Regions from separate parts of the Hordeum vulgare genome. Here regions 1 and 2 are each linked to region 3. Evidence: chromatin contacts called from public Hi-C data. All regions are on one chromosome and are shown on one strand. Each heading gives the region's core, a stretch centred on a gene start, on an enhancer-like site or on the middle of the called end of the contact. The rest is flanking DNA. Distances are from core to core; before and after follow the strand shown.

The links. Hi-C and Micro-C count contacts between places; a contact is called where the count stands out from the background.
Region 1: a Hi-C map of seedling shows a contact between it and region 3, with 4 times the contacts expected there. The contact joins the promoter of LOC123407522 here to the promoter of LOC123407445 in region 3. A contact is called at or near these places in 2 of 6 Hi-C or Micro-C datasets (seedling and an unstated tissue) and 1 of 1 datasets of contacts at active chromatin or transcription factors (embryo).
Region 2: a contact with region 3 is called in a Hi-C map of seedling, with 1.8 times the contacts expected there. The contact joins the promoter of LOC123407791 here to the promoter of LOC123407445 in region 3. A contact is called at or near these places in 3 of 6 Hi-C or Micro-C datasets (leaf and seedling) and 1 of 1 datasets of contacts at active chromatin or transcription factors (embryo).

What each region holds. Positions count from the first base shown.
Region 1 is chr7H:484,165,826-484,169,297 of MorexV3_pseudomolecules_assembly, forward strand. It overlaps LOC123407522 (protein MICRORCHIDIA 1-like), which reads right to left and starts at 1,868. Exons shown (of 21, transcript XR_006612626.1): 1 at 1,653-1,868; 2 at 1,478-1,567.
Region 2 is chr7H:484,599,786-484,603,016 of MorexV3_pseudomolecules_assembly, forward strand. LOC123407791 (transcription factor bHLH144-like) reads left to right here and starts at 1,818. Exons shown (of 3, transcript XM_045101010.1): 1 at 1,818-2,081; 2 at 2,177-2,350.
Region 3 is chr7H:484,380,980-484,384,522 of MorexV3_pseudomolecules_assembly, forward strand. LOC123407445 (pheophytinase, chloroplastic) reads left to right here and starts at 1,970. Exons shown (of 6, transcript XM_045100582.1): 1 at 1,970-2,269; 2 at 2,733-3,408. The coding sequence starts at 2,761.

The DNA of each region.
Region 1 (3,472 bases), core at 618-3,117, 220 kb before region 3:
AAGGCAATAGCACTGAATGGACAAACCGGTAATCAGGAAGCGTTTTGAGTTTAGAAGTATAGCTACCAGCTTAGACTTCAGATTAAGTTTATACATGTAAATATAACATGAAGTAAACAAAATAATAACAAGAGCAGCATATATTATTTCCAATAATAGTTCCAGCATGGTGTTTGCTTTATTATCTGTGTTTAAATAGAATTTGAAAAGAAACTGATGATCATAGGCTAGGGAAAGCGGTGGAAAGGTAAGAGCAGAGAAACTAAATTATCTCAACTAAGTTGCCACGAGAGGAGAGATATGATTGCTGGAATGGACATCTAACATTTTCAATGCATCAAAAGACAATATACAAACATGCCCATGTGCAAGGGAATTAGAAAAGAAGAGCCTATACTAGAACAACTGCTTCATGGAATTCGATGCCATCAGAGAGGATCCAAGGACCGCACATTACAGGAAAACAGCATTGCAATCAGAGTGATCATGCCCATGTCACATCAGAGTAAACCTGAGGCCGCAATAAGCTGGAGTGAAGAATATGCATCGACAGATGGTCTCACAAACATACCATAGAACATGAAACAGTGGAGCTGGGTGGGAGTAGAAATGAATCATTTTAGGATGTGCTCTGGTGAGGAATGCCATATCGAAGCATGTGGAGCTGAGTCGGGTCCCAACAACATCCATTATGCTCAGCACTTTAGCCTCGAAAGCACACAGTTGACTGAGCAGTCAGCTTAGCGCCCTCGCACTTGAGGAGTAAGCACGAAAATATGATTGTTGCGCATGGGAATCCTGTGATTTTAGATAATTGGAGATACCATATTTATCCAGCTAGCATCACAAACCGCATAGGTTATAACAGAACTATTGTCCCATCTTGCATTGCCATAGTCCAGGTTATACAAAATTATTTTATATATTCTCGAGATGATAAAGACATATCATATGTAGTCTCCGTCTATCCGATCTAAAGAGCAAAACATGTACTGATATCACATCAGTTGGTGCCACCAGCCTAGATAATACGAAGTTACTATATATCCTCTCGAGAGTCATCGAGATGATAAAGAAAAACTACGTGTACGTGCAATTCTAAGGAGCAAAGCCAGAAAGCCGATAATCATCCTACAAAACTATGAATGTACACCATCCATTTGGAACAGTTGAATAAAATCCCCTTCAACAGAGAATCACTTGATCCAACAAAATTAACATCAACATGATTTGCAGTGCAATATGCATAACCCCACCAAAGTAGTAGAGGATCATACTTCCGATTACCTGACGCCCCCATTTGCTCGAACAAGCCTATCTTCTCTTAATTTCCTTTATTTAAATGCTTGCCCCCTCAATTTGAAACAGCAATTTCACCCTTATTGAAAAAACCCAACAACCCCCGCCACTTACTCGACCACCACAAAAGCAAAATAAACAATGGAACGGAAAGGACAAGAGGAGGACGGGCACCAACCTCCGAACGCCCACTTGTGGGAGGTCGCGTTGGTGTGCAGGAACTTCGGGTGCACCCGCGCGCGGTCGAAGTCCCCTGTCTCCAGCACGTCTGCGACAATGGCCAGCAGTATCAGCAAAGTGGTCCACGTCGAAGTCGCGGAACGAAAGCATGACCAGAGGGCGAGAAGACGGACCGTAGAACTCGCGGGCGGCGGCGGAGGGGGCCTCGAACGCGCCGGCCTTCCAGAAGCTACGGCAATCGAGGGATCGAGGGCCACTGCCCATGCCGCCATCGCCGCCGGCCATTGCCGCTGGCATTGGAAGGTTAGGGTTTAGGTCGGTTCGCCGGGGAGGTTTCGCCGATGAGTCCGCCGCCCAGCCGTTGCTATGGGACGCGATGCCCTAATAAACAACTTTTTTTTTCTCTCCCTTCGAACAGCGTAAATAAAAGGCTGCGAGCCGCTAGGCGTCTGCTGGGCGCCAGCCGTCCGATTAATTTCCTCCGACCGTTAGATGGAATGTAGAGTATTTGCCCAACTCTACACACGGCATGCCCCCTCCCCCAATCCACTCAGAACCTCTTTAATTCGCAGGATTCTAAAAATATATAAGTAATAGTAGGATTGAAATGTCATACTCATCTCAATTCTACTTCCTCCGTTTCTAAATATAAGTCTTTCTAGAGGTTCAACTAACGGACTAAATACGGATGTATATAGACATACTTTAGAGTATAGATTCATTCATTTTGCTCCGTATGTAGACATCTGGTGAAATATTTTAAAAGACTTATATTTAGATATGGAGGAAGTATAAATTTTTGGCTTGTTTGATTGTATTTCACGGAGGTTTGAGTGGATGCTAGAAATGCTATGAAAGTACGTAGTACCTAAAATTTTTTTTAGAAAAACTTACAGGATTCAATTATATGAATCAAACAACCAACATACAAAAAGGTCCCAAGGATTCTAATCGTTTAAAATTCCTATGATAATCCTTTGACCAAAGGTGTCCTTGGTTTCAAAGAAGAAAAACCGCCCACTCTCGCTCTATTTCTACTAGCTCAACATCAATTGTGTCCGACATATACCTTACACCCAACATATTGTATATTTTGGTAAGATTTGATTTTATTTGACTATGGATAAGGGAAGATAATGGAAGTTCTGATATAGTAGAGATTTTGATAAGATTTAATTTGATTTGGATATGTGCAGGGAAGACAAGAACAGAAATTATTTTAATTAAGGTATTAACAAGATTTGATTTGATTGAACTAATGCATTACATGGTTTCAATAAAGATTTGGTCGAGTTAATGCATCACATGTATTTCAGTAAGACAAAAAAGAAAAGTACCTATTTAATCTAGATCTTTCCCTGATAATAAAGCAGCTACTGCTTCTGCCGTACGTCGCAGCGTTTTTTCAAAAAAGCCCTTGGTCTTTTAGTTAATTAACCCGCGGTCCTCCAAATAAGTCAATGAACCGGTGCGTGCGAGAGAAAAGAATCCACCCGTGCCTCCCGATCCCATCTCCAGCCCGCCGCCACCTCCGACCACGCCCGACCCCACCCCGCCTCACAGCGCCCCGCCGCCACCTACCCCGCCAGCGCTCGCGACCTTCCACCGTCGGTGCGTTCCTGCCATGCCATGTCCCTCCCCGCCTCACCACGCGCCACCACCGCCTGCCCCGTTGGCGCGCCTACCCCTATCTCCGGATCAAGTTGGGTCAAAGAGCGGGGAGACTTTTGTTGCAAATCTGTGCGGCAGCGGCTGGGCTCGCCGGCGGCAAGGCGGAGAAGGAGCGCGACAGCAGGGTGGCTTGAGGCTCGTGGTGGACCGGATCCAACAAGGGAAAGGTCAGATTCGTCGGCTGGCGGCGCCGGCAAGGGGTTCAACAACGGCCAGAGGCAGTGGCGGATTGCTCACATATCTTGCTCCCAATTCCTCTGTTTATAGGGAAAAAAGTAGTATGCCTGACCACGGTAGAATTTAGTACGTGCTCTCCCCTCAG
Region 2 (3,231 bases), core at 568-3,067, 220 kb after region 3:
AAATTTTTAGGTGATATGGTTAGCTCAACACTACTATTTGTGGCTGAAAATTAGATCTTGGGCATGGTTGGGGTGTGCGCACATGTCCGTCGTCAAAATGCCCCCAAACTCCTCCTACAAGGACCATGCGTACTTTGGTGGTTTGTTGAGACGTTGTACTAGTGATAGCTGAGATTACTTACACGGCAGCACTTGCGGAAATCTCACTGCAAATACGTTTGGTAGTCAATGATTAGCACGTGAATCCAAGTCACTCCGAAAGTCGGCCGGACGCAGTTCATGCACGCACGCGCCCGGTGCTCGAAACAATTCACGTACAGTCGTGCCTGAAGCCGGCCCCGCTGCGTTGACAGGCTGTGCTGGCTAGTAGTACTAGAACTCTACCTACGCAGGAAATCGGAGCTCTGCGCCCGGCGTTGGAGCGAGTCGGCAAGCCAATGCCGGACGGACGACATGGCGGTCTTCGGCCCCCGTCGTGACGCGAACGCTCGATCGGGGGCCGGGCGCATCATGGCATTTGACGGCGATGATGGCCTCCACGGCGCGGCGCGCCTCCCCCGACACGAGAGCGCCTACGGCGTGGAGTGTGCGCCCTGGACGTGGTCTAGGGCGGGTCCCCGCCTTTCAGCGGGAGTAGTACGTACGTAGTAGGAGGAGAGGAGGAGAGGGCGGTCGAGCTGCGTCGCGATGCAACGAGGCAGGGCAGGGCAGGGCAGGGCAGGGCGTTTGATGGCCTATAATGGCGGTTGCATCGGGCCGTTCCCCTGCGCCGCTACACCATCACTGCCAGCGGCTGCCTCCGGTGGCGCCCATGATTCTCCGGTCGCACGGGCCTCCGCACACACCAATCAGGCGGCGCGGGCCGAGTGACGCCCCGGTGACGCCAGTGCCATATGTCGCATGGCTATCATGCTCTACCGGGCATGTGTGTCGATCACCCGTTTGCTACGCCCCATTTTTCTACTACCGAAATTCCCTACGCTACCAAGCAATGGAATTTACTTGGATTTGAACTAGCAGCAGCAGCAGTGTGTCACGACTTTTGTAATGAATGAACGGAAGCAAAACCAGAAGGAAATCGCAATTGGCAAAGCAGGGCGGGGGCGAGGCGAGTGTAATCCACTAGGAGACAGCACGTGAAGTAGTATCTCGATGAGTAATCTCGCATGTCCGGTGGTCCATCGGGGCAAGCCCCGCTGCCAGTACTCCTTGGCCATGATGGCTGTCCCCCCGGCCGCCCCGGCGCGCCGCCATGACTATCCCGCCCCGCCCCGCCCCGCCGGCGCCTACCCTACCACCACCGGGGGGACGGGACGCGGCCCTAGCCAGCATCGATCGATGGCCGCGGCGGGCACGCCGACGGCGCCCGCCCCCTCCGCCGCCCGATCCCGATCCGACGGCGCGCCACCCGTTCGTGCATGCACTCAATGGCGGGCGCGTGCGTGCGTGCGTGCATGCGGCTCGGCTTGCTTCGTGCTTGGATTGCCCTGCCACGATGCCCACCTCCATTGACCGACCGGGGCCTCTCCTCCTCTCTCTCAACCGCCGTGCGGTGGCCTTACTACTGTCACAGACTTGCGGGCCGCCCCTCTCCCCCGGGCCCGCGCGTCATGGTGCAAACGGCGTGGGCCGCGGGGCGGTCCGAGGGCTCGGGCGCGGTGGGAAGCGGCACGCGCACCCACAGCGAGCACGAACCCATCGAGTGCGCACGCCACCTCATTAATTTCGTTCCCTCTCTCCCCCCGCCCCCGCCCCCGCCCCCATTCATTCATTCGTTTCCATCACTGCTCGCCATCCTCCTCCTCCCCCTTCCTCTCTGTACTGGACGTATGTATCTACTCAAAAGGAGTGCAAGGCAAAAAAGAATCAATACAGAGAGGGAGACGGAGAGAGGCTTCAACCCACGCACGCACGCACCAATCCGAGCATCCAACGCCCCCCGCTCCCGCTTCATCGTCCCTTGTATAAAACCCCGCGCCTTCCACCCATCCACCCATCCATCCACCCGCTCTGTTCTTCCTGCTGTGCTCTCCACCATCCACCCAGATCATCCATACCATACGCACCTCGTCCACTGACTGGTAACCACGCAAGCCATCGCCATTACTACATCTCTCGCTCGCCTGCTCTGCTGCGCAGTGCCTTGACCTGATGCCGTCTCCGTTTGATGATGCAGAGTAGGATGCCGTGGGTGTTCTCCCATGTCGTCGTCCTCTGATCATCATCGCCGCCGCTCCGCCGATAGGCAGCGCTCCGGGAGGACATGCGAGCTGGGTTCAACGGGCCTGACGCGATCGTTATGACAAGTGGCGCCGTCGCGTGTTACTACAGATTGACGCAGGTCTGCCAGGTGAGGACAGAGCCTCCCGCACCGAAAAACTAGTAAGCTGCTGCTGCTACAATGTTCTTCTTTCTGCTACTACTCCTGCTACTTGTTTAGCTTCAGATTAATTCTTCCTGCTGGTTTCTTCCTAGCTTTTGAGCATCAGTAGTGGGAGCGGGAATCATGATGCATCATCTCATCTTCTAGTATAGTTGTAGATAAGCAGCAACTTTCCTCTCATTGGTGCTGTCCGTTAGTGTTTGATACGAAAGGAAAGGAAATGCCGGCCCGAATGCTGTTGCATGCAGACAGCAAAGCTTGCGATCGGGGCCCGCCCGCGTTTTGACGGAACTCGACGTCCACGGGCGTGTTGACAAAGTGGCTTGTTAGTGGTCAAAAGAAAAAGACATGGCGTTTTCAAGCACTGTCTTTTTGTTTTGCTTTTTTCTTTTGTTGGTCGACAAAAGATGGGAGCTGCAGGCTTGCAGCTACTAGTAGTACTACACCGCTGCTTTGGTTTTGTATTCTCTGCCTCACACAGGGGAGCATGTTCGTGCGCTTGTTCGCTTGCTAGCGTACTACCAGTACTCCTTGACATATATACATAGTTAAAATAAAACAGTTAGCAGTACTAGATCGTAAGGTACTACATGAAATATAAAACAGTTCGTTTGATTCATAATGCCAGTTGACACGCCAGTGAATCCTAATTTCGCATTACAGTACGCTCTGTAGTTACATTTTTCGGATTGTATGGAAAAAAGACAGCACATTCTGTAGTTCCTCTGGTTCCAGTATCGTAGTTTCGTACTGAAACAGTAGCCATAGTTCATGTAAGTTCAGATTTATCCAGTAATAACAAGTTGCAAGTATCGGCAAACAGAATTAGATACCCACATTGCTGGTAC
Region 3 (3,543 bases), core at 720-3,219:
TTGGTTCTCAAACTGAGGGAAATACTTACTGCTACTGTGCTGCATCACCCTTTCCTCTTCAAGGGAAAAACCAAGGCAAGCTCAAGAGGTAGTAGTGGCGACTCAAAGGGGTTAAGCGGAACCGAGACTCGGGTTTACCCAGGTTCGCCCCCTCCGGTGGAGGTAAAAGCCTACGTCCTGCTTTGTGTATATTGATGGTGGAATCGATTACAAAGGTGTGAAACTCGCCTGACCTAGCTCTCGATAGATTGTAACTTAAATCTATCAACCCTAGAGACTCGTCTTTATAAACTGGTCGAGGCCCTAGGTTTACAAGAGTCCAAACTGTATCACAAGTCGTGACCTGATGTATCTCTAAGCCGTCGTGTCTCTCAAGCAAGGAATCACCATGACATGTCTTTCTCTTCTTGGGCTCTGAGTCGCCATGTGGGCTCTTGGGCCCGGCCGGCTCTTCGCTTGGAGATCACTCAATGCCTTCTGTATTCCGGGTCTAAACCCATCTTTGGATCACAAGGGTTGAGTCGCCATGAACCTGACCCGGCCCAATAGGGCGGGTCATGCAGCGGATAATATCCCCAACATCCCCTCTCCCCCTTGCCTCCTATATATCGTGGAGGGGAGGGGAGGGCTGCAGACACCAATCCCTACGCCCCGATGGCAGCCATGCCTCCCCCGTTACTCCATTCTCTCCTCACATCGCATATACGGTAGCGCTTTGCGAAGCCCTGCCGGGATTTCTCCACCACGCCGTCATGCTGGTTGAGATCCATCTACTTCTCTTCCTTCGCTTGTTGGATCAAGAAGGAGGGGATGTCATCAAGTCGCACGTGTGCTGAACACGGAGGTGTCGTCCGTTCGGTGCTGGATCAGATTGGATCGCGATTGGGTCATGAAGAGTACGACTACATCTACCACGTTATATACACTTGCGCTTAATGGTTTATGAGTGTAAGTAGACACACTCTGTCCTCTCATTATTATGCATCTCCATAGATAGATCTTGGGTATTTCGTATGAAACTTTTGTTTCCCATGCAACGTTTTCCAACATCCTCCCAGCGACGGCGTGTGATGAGTTCGGGGTCGAAGGATCTGGAGGTGTAGTACTCAAATACGCTGCCCACCATGCTAGCGAAGGTCGGAGTTTGCCGGACGGGAGGTTGGGTGGCGGAGTGGAGTGGAGTGACTTGGGTTTCCAGAAATGGATGGGGTCGAATATACGGGTCGGGTGGGTTAGTGTGGGCCGGGTCCGGCGAGACGGATACACTTGAGCCTGTGTATTTCCGTCACATATTTAAACCGGATATGAAGGGTATCGGTGAGTCCACACGTTTGAAATCGGTTTGACACGTTAATATGGATTGTTTTTTTTTGACCGGGGTGTTCGCACAGGCGTATGAGTGGGATTTGAGGTGTCCGAGTTGTAGATGCTCTAAGGCCTCCTTTGTCTTGGAGGGATTTTATAGAAATTTCATAGGATATAATTTTTATAGAAAAAAATTGTTTAGAGCCCTTTGGTTGGTAGGAATAGAATCATATTACTACGAAGAAATTCTTTCTATCCTCCACATTTCATAGAAAAATAAACATTAGGTTAGACTCAATGAAAAACATTCTATGATGTAAACCACAAAATATCTTCTTTCCTAATCCTGTTTAAAGAATTTGAGATACATGCATTTCATTTTCTTTGAATTTTTTTCATTTATTCTCCTACACTATGAACCAATTCAAAGGAGGCTTAAGATTTTTTTTTTGGGGATACTCGGTATTTCAGATGTCGGAGATACTAGTATTGACCGTGGAATCATCTGTGTGGCTGTGAATGACCTGTGCAGAACACGTGCACGACTATGCGCGGCAATACAGGTGGCTCCACCCCGAGCCGTCCACCAGATATTCCGATGGGTTGGTGGGGTGTCTCCGTGGAGAACGGGAAGAACGAGTGGTCGAGGGAAAAGCCATGAGCTCGATGTGGAGAGGTGGAAGAAGACAAGCGGAGGTAGGAGTTACCCGGACGCAAAATGAGTTCGGTAGGAGTGATCTGAACGCAAGAAGTCGATGGTGCACCGAGGCCTTCCAGATCAAAACCACCCCCCTCGTTCCTCGCCACTTACTAGTAGTAGTACATCTGTTCCGTCCTCCGCCGAACAAGCCTCGGGCACCGAAGTACGCCACCTAGAACTGGAAGGTGTTCTTCCTCCTCCTCCGCTCTACTGTGCTGCCGTGGCGTGGAGATCCAACCGGAGCTGGGCCGACTCCTTTTGCTGGTGACGAACCCTAACTTGCTCCAGCTGTCGATTCCGAGTTCTTTTTTCTGGTCTTTTCTTTTTCACGTGAGCAACCCTGTCCAAGTCTGACGTTAGGTCCGCCCCTGCTTGTTCCTAGTACAGTACCATTTTCGTGCAAAGAAAATGGTGCCAATCTGGTGCGATTCATCCTGCTTTCTTTGTCTGAAATAAGTTGCGTACAGTTGGTCATTCGTCAGGGTCGGATTCAGTTAACTGCTGAACCTAAGTGTTGTTTCGGAACCTTGTTTACAAAATTCCTCCAAACCAAAGAAGGCCTTAGCTTAATCCCACTGGATCTCTTTTTCAAAATAAATAAATCAACTTCACTGGATCTCTCATATATGCCAGCAAAAGTATTAGCTTTCATTTCTCCGACTATATAGACTGTGGAATTCTTCATTCCGGAGCAACTTTGTAAATTTTGTTCGCTACTCTGTTGCAGAACCAGTGTGCTAGCTACGGAAGCGGCCATGGAAGTGGTTTCTTCCAGCCACTCTTGCTTGGCATTTCATCAAACACCTAGCAGTGCTCGGAGGTTCCTGGGCACTGGCCTTGGTCCGCGGCATACCAATCTTACCCGGCCAAAGAAAAGCGCAGTGCTCTGTGTTGGGAGAGCTTCAAATCCAGGTGATTCAGGAAAGCTTCATGTCAGCCGCAGCTTCGATGTAAGCGATGTCGATGCTGCCCTCCAGGGCATCTCCAAGAAGGTAGGCCAGATCGAAAAAGTGGCGATTCCTGGTCTGCCAGAAGGGCCAGACAGTTCCCAAATCAGCACTGGTATGTGGGAGTGGAGGCCGAAGCTGACGGTATACTACGAGAAGTCTGGCACCAAGAATAGCAAGGCGCCAGCGGTGCTTTTTCTACCAGGTTTTGGAGTGGGCACCTTCCATTTTGAGAAGCAATTGATGGATCTTGGACGTGATTACAAGGTGTGGACAATGGATTTTCTAGGACAGGGAATGTCATTGCCGTCGGAAGACCCTGCTCCTAAGGCCACGGCAGGGGCGGATGATGAGGAATCGTATTGGGGTTTTGGACAAGATTCGCAACCATGGGCAGATGAATTGGTGTACTCTGTAGACTTGTGGCGTGACCAGGTCCAGCATTTCATTGAGGAGGTACCATTTTGGAATATCTGTTGTTTAATCCAGTATTCTTTTTGCTAATATGTCTTTCACGTTAACAAATCTTCCTGTGCTTTGCACTCTCCGGTAGTCCTGCAATAATTAGCAAGTTTTTTTTAGAGAGCAAGT